2 separate regions of the Oryctolagus cuniculus genome follow, and region 1 is linked to region 2. Evidence: chromatin contacts called from public Micro-C data. All regions are on one chromosome and are shown on one strand. The core of a region is the stretch at or near the end of the contact, and the rest is flanking DNA. Distances in the headings are between cores, read along the strand shown. Region 1 holds the start of ANKRD42 (ankyrin repeat domain 42). Region 2 holds the start of DDIAS (DNA damage induced apoptosis suppressor).

Evidence for each region. A called contact is a pair of places that touch in the nucleus more often than the background predicts.
Region 1: a contact with region 2 is called in a Micro-C map of ear pinna, with 5 times the contacts expected there. The contact joins the promoter of ANKRD42 here to the promoter of DDIAS in region 2. A contact is called at or near these places in 3 of 6 Hi-C or Micro-C datasets (ear pinna, psoas muscle and an unstated tissue).

The regions. Positions count from the first base shown.
Region 1 is chr1:74,193,353-74,196,111 of mOryCun1.1, forward strand. ANKRD42 (ankyrin repeat domain 42) reads left to right here and starts at 1,406. Exons shown (of 11, transcript XM_070076221.1): 1 at 1,406-2,473. The coding sequence starts at 2,410.
Region 2 is chr1:73,952,816-73,955,729 of mOryCun1.1, forward strand. It overlaps DDIAS (DNA damage induced apoptosis suppressor), which reads left to right and starts at 1,617. Exons shown (of 5, transcript XM_008263336.4): 1 at 1,617-2,091. PRCP (prolylcarboxypeptidase) reads right to left here and starts at 1,561. Exons shown (of 9, transcript XM_017344368.3): 1 at 1,233-1,561. The coding sequence starts at 1,253.

The DNA.
Region 1 (2,759 bases), core at 156-2,655, 240 kb after region 2:
CTGTCTGACAATACATCAATCCACCCACTCAACCACATGACAGTTACTAATTCCTTCCCTTTGAGAGAATATTCGAGAAGTTAGAAATGCCAGGATCAATAAAATACAGTCCCTCCCACTCAGAAGCTCAATCTGCGAGAGGAATGAGAATCGACTGTTAACTAGGTAATTACTATAAAGTGTGATAAATGATCTAATAAAGGCTGTGGGAATTCAAACTTTGAGGAGCATGTGCAGAAGAATCAAATACCTACCTTGGAATCCTAATTCAGGTATTTACTACTCACTAGCTGTGTATCTTCAGGAAATTGTATCAATTTTTCTGTCTGTAGAAAGGAAGAGAAATGCCTATTCTGGCAAGTTATAAAAGGTTAAAAAAAAAAAAAAAAACTAAACAGCATTTAGGACAGCGCCAGATTGAGCACAGGAACTAAATAAATACAGTTATTATAAAAGGCTATGGGAGTTAAAGTCAATTTTCTGTACCTCATGAGAAGTAGATCAGGGGAATTTTCCAAATGTGTTCATGGAATCAAACTGAGGGGAAGGCTGGGTAGCTTCCTGGCAGGAAAAACAGCATACGCTAGGCACAGACTATGTTTCAAGGATCCCAGCATATCTTTCCTGAGGGAGAAAGAAGTGTGGTCAGGAAATAAGCGTAAAAACCTGATGAGCAGGAAGTCAAGGTGGGTGATGGCTCTGGAGGGCAGAGAATTCTGATTTCTGTATTCTCAGTTGTTAGCATAAAACCTGACCCATGTTTGCTGCAAACAGTGAATGGAACAATACATGTTAAGTAAAGGAGTCAGAAGGAAAGATTTGGACTAAGCTGAAACGTAGACCTTGCACGTTAAAGACCTGAAATCAGGAGACCGGGAGCGATCTGGACTCATACTGACTTTACAACTTACCTGCTGTTTGGCCTTGGAAAATTACTGCTATCTTCAGTCTCCTCACCTGTGAAATGGGGATAACACCTAAGCAGCGATTATCAAACAGCTTGGTAATATAAGTACTCAATAATGACAGCGGCTGCAACTGCTAACTTCCCCGGTGGTCTTCCCATTCTCGTGGAAGGACAGGGCAGGAACAGATTTTCTTCCAACCAGCGCGGAAGCATATCAGGTTTGCCAAGGACGAAAAGGCCCCGCCCGGCGCGCGCCGCACAGATCACCTATGCACACTGCAGTCGTGTGGCTCACTTGGGTCGCTGAAGGATGGAGGGCGCGATCGATGACAGTCCGGTCCACAGGCAGGCCTAGACAGGCTCGTGCGAACCGAAGCAGAAACTCACCGAAAACCAGGCCGCACTAGCACCCGACTCCTCCAGAGGCAAAGCCTTGGGGGGAGGGAAAAAAAAAAAAAAAAAAGTGAAAGGAAGCCGGAAGTGACGTGAAGCTGTGAGGACCTGGAAATGACAGCAGCACGCCGGAAGTTTACTCGTTTCCCAGGCGACGGCTCCAGGCAGCCGGAGTCGGGACGCTGGAAAGCGACCCGGAGGAGAGGGTACCCGCCGACGGCGGCCGCCGCGACAGCGATTCGCGGGGAGCAGTGTGCGAAGATGGCGGCCGCCGCACTAGCCACCAGGTTTGGAAGATAAATCGTCCCCAGGGCCGTCGCGGCGCCGAGTCTCAAGAAAGACTTAGAGAAGACCAGGGCTCCCGCAGCGACAGCGGGGAAAGAAAACGCGAAGACAAGGACTGCCGCTCCCGGGGCTCCACGGGGAGAGTAAGTGAGGACGTGGGCTTCTCCCGCAGGGACTCGAGAAGGGTGAGCGAAGACCTAGGCCACCGCCGCAGTGTCTCTCGCGAGAGAGTGCGGGGAGATGGCCTCCGCCGTCCCAGCAGCTCGCGGGAGAGAGTGAGGGGAGACCGGGGCTTCCGCAGCAGCGACGTGAATTTTAGTGAACCTGGCGGCCACCAAAGTAGCGACTCCGGGGAAACAGTCAGAGAAGATCGCGGCCCCCGTCCAGTTGGTGGCTGGGAGAGAATCGGTGAAGTCCGGAGTTCCCGGACCGGCGACTCCCGGCAGAAAGTCAGTGAGCACCGCACCCGCAGCCTCAGCGGCTCCTGGGAGGGAGGCAGTGTCGACGGCAGCCACAGCCTCAGTAGCTCTTGGGATGGAGTAAGTGAAGACCGCGGCTACGCGGCCAGCGACTCCTCCGGGGTGACCGTCAGCGAGGACGCCAGCCGCCGCCTCAGTGGCTTCTGGGAGAGAGAAAGTGAGGACGAAGGCTCCCGCACCAGGGGCTCTTGGGAGAGAACAGGGGAAGACGGCGGCGCCCGCGCTAGCGATTCCGAAGGGGACGGCCGCTCGCAGCGCAGTGCGTCGTGGGTGAGAGCCAGTGAGGACCGCCGCAGCAGCAGGGGCCTGGACTCCACCCCGCCCCAGAGTCCGAGGAGTTGCACCATGCCCACGGCGGCCAGCTCAGGCCCTTCTGCTTCTGCTTCTGCGCGGGAGACTGCAGGCTCCTGTGAGTCGGACCGTTGTGTTGCCCTGGTCTGTGTCGCACTCCTTCTCTGACTTCGGCCCCATCAGCCACGGTCCTGTCTGGCACACCGTGTTCTCAGCTGTCGCTCCTCCCTTTCCTCCCCTGTATTTGTTTTCAGTGTGTCCCGGAGCTGCACACCAGTCCTCTATCCTCCGTGAGCTCAGCTTTCCCCCTCTTTTCATCCGCACCATTCCTCTGAGGCTGCTGCTTTTTTTTTTTTCCAGTGAAGAGAAGTTTAATATGTATTCAAAATCAAATATGTAACATT
Region 2 (2,914 bases), core at 367-2,866:
CACAGAGACTAATTCCCCCCACACATTTTAAGTCCTGACATATTTCTACAACTTTCTTGAAAAACACAGGCTATATAAGTTATCTTATAGGGAACAGGGACTGACAAAAATTACTAATGAAAGCACTACAAAGTCAACTTTAAGCTAATCTCGAGTTGACAGACTGGTGTTTTAGACTGGATAAATATTCTACAATACCTAATAGGTAAAGATATGAAAATGTGTATTTAGGGACTGCTTGTGAGGCAAAGAATGCCTGTCACCACAGACTAGGGGCCAGAGTTGTGATTCAATAATTTGAATGTGGAGGAAAACCAAGAGAATTTATATGGGAGCAGGAGTTGTTTAAGTGATGGTTGTAGCCAATTACAGATGAGCCTGAATCAAGAGAATTATTGATAATGGTAGGAGAAATTTTAAATAGCACTGGGAAATGGAGCCCCCACTGGGAAAGTGTGAATCAAAGACCGGATAGGTCCTAGGTAGTAGAAGATCCGAACGGGAGTAGGCTGGGTTGCCCGGGCTCTGTGGGGCTGGAGTCCTGGCGGTTGGGCCTGGGACGGCGAACCTCCCTCCTCTTCCCCTGGCTCTTACCTTCTGCTCGAAGTAGAGAATTGAGTAGTTGTTGGCTAGAGCAGGGCGGGACGTGGGATTGGTTGGCAAATGTAGGCTGCCAAGAGTCCTTAGGGCTGGCCGGAGGATTACGGCGGCTCCAGGCGCCAGAAGAGCCAAGAGCAGCAGCAAGAGGGCTCCGCGGCCCATGGCTCAGGCTGCCGGCTGCAGTGTGAAAGGGCGACACGCAGAACCGCGCCGTCCCAGCCCGGCACAGCCCACAGCTCCGCCTACTGCATACCGGCTCCTCCCCCGGCAGACCCAAAGCCAGCCAGCCCCTCAACCACGCCGCCCCCTGTGTCCTAGGGCGCTGCTTCCACTCCACTTCCCTCACGAGCCATCCCTTCACCTGAGCGCACCTTCATTGCGGTCACACCCCGAGTCTGCCCTGGCCGTATCCCATCTTTGTCTATAGCGCCGGGCAAGTTAAAACCCAAGTTACAGAACATCACTTTACACCCCTACCTTTACTCTCACCCCCGAACCCTACCCTGGGCACTGCAAGTCCGTTGCGGTACCACCCTGCCCTCGGCAAATCCCTCATGGTAATAATAGCTACTATGACAACATTGACTGTTCACTACATGCCCGTCCAAAAGTAAACATGACAGCGCGCATACCATGTCACCGAATTCAACCATCTGCGCTTCCTGCACGATCGTTCTGTCATTCACAGACAAGGAAACTGGGTCTCAGGGAGGTGTAGGGACTTGTACTGGGTCACTCAGAGAGCGGACAGGGGAGCGGGGCTTGGCAGCCCCCTCCGTCCGGCTCCAAAGGTCGCGCGCCTCGCAGCTAACCTCCATTCTGTCGCCTCCCGTGGTACCGGTGTTCTGGTGCACCAACCCCTCCCAGCTGCCCGCTCAACCCGCCCCTTAGGAAGGTCGCTCAGAGCCCACTTGGCCCGAATCCCGCCCAGTTTGCGACTCTTCTTCCTGGTGACGCCTCCTTTCTGTTCCCGGAACCTGCTAACTCACTCGAGGGCCCAGCTCTCTCCCTGTCACTGCCACTCCTTTCGTCCCTCCGCCCCCCGTCCTGCCACCCGCCTCAGACAGCGCCGCCCTCAGTCCTCCCGACTCAGCCAACTCTATTCTCTTCCAGTCAACCCGCCGGACAGCCCCCAAGGCAGTGCCACCCGCTGCCACGCCTCCCCGGGACCTCCTCGCCCAGCTGCCTCCGCTCTGCCTCCAAGTCGGCTTTACGTAGTAGTACTGCTCCATCAGGCGGGAAAGAAATCCCCTCAAACATGCCTCCACCCTAGTTTCACACGAAAAGTTATTTCACTATGCTCGCGGAATTTGGCGGCTTAGCGCCCCTCCTTGCGGCGCCTCTCGTGATTGGCTCTCAGGAACCACGGCCCGAACGTCACTTCCGGCGGAAGGGAGCGCGGGAGATTTGATTGGAGGGCGCCCGGGGAGCTGTGGATTCCGGTAGTTCGCGGAGCGTTGCCTGGGCTGGTCCCCCAGTCCTGTGCCTCAGGTGAGGAGCTGGGAAGGAGGTTTTTGGGGAGAACAATGGCCAGGGATTGCTACCGAGGCCCTCTACGTTGTTGTGAGTGAAACTCTGAGCCCTGCATTTTGTTTGCTTCAGGACTTCATTTCTCTGTAAAGGAGCGGACGTGCGTGTGGAGGAGTTAAAAGGTCCATCATTTTATTTTACACTCAGTGCTTTTAAGGTCACTCCGCGAACGTTTGCAAACCATTTACCGTGTTGTGCCGTGGAGCTAGTGACGGGGGGGGGGGGGGGGGGGGGTTCTAGAACCGGAAATAGGAAAGGGGACGACTCTCGCTTACGTTTTCAGCTGCCTACTGTGCAGGGTAGTACGTACTGAAAAGGGGTCTTTCCCAAACTGCTTTGATGGTCCACAGGGATTATAGTAATGCTTAACCTACCCATATGCTCAAACTAAAAACTGGAAAGTTTCCTAGATCCTTCCTCTTCTCACATCCAAGCAAGCATACCAGTCCCTTGAATAGCTCAGCTCCGTTTATTTGTCTCCGCTTTCACTGACATTACTTTGGATCAACCCTATAACTGCTATGTAACTGTGAAAGAGACTCCCAGCTGGTTTTCCTGCTTTCAGTGTTGCTGCTTTCCAATCCAGACTCCACACTGCCAGACTGAGAAAATGCAGGGTTTTTTGTTTGGTTGTTTTTTTTTTTTTTTTAGAGATTTATTTTATATATTTATTTGAAAGGCAGAATTAGAGAGAGGTAGAGACAGAGAGATCTTCCATCCGCTGGTTCACTCCCCAAATGGCCACAAGGGCCAGACGGGAGCCAGGAGCCTCCTCCAGATCTCC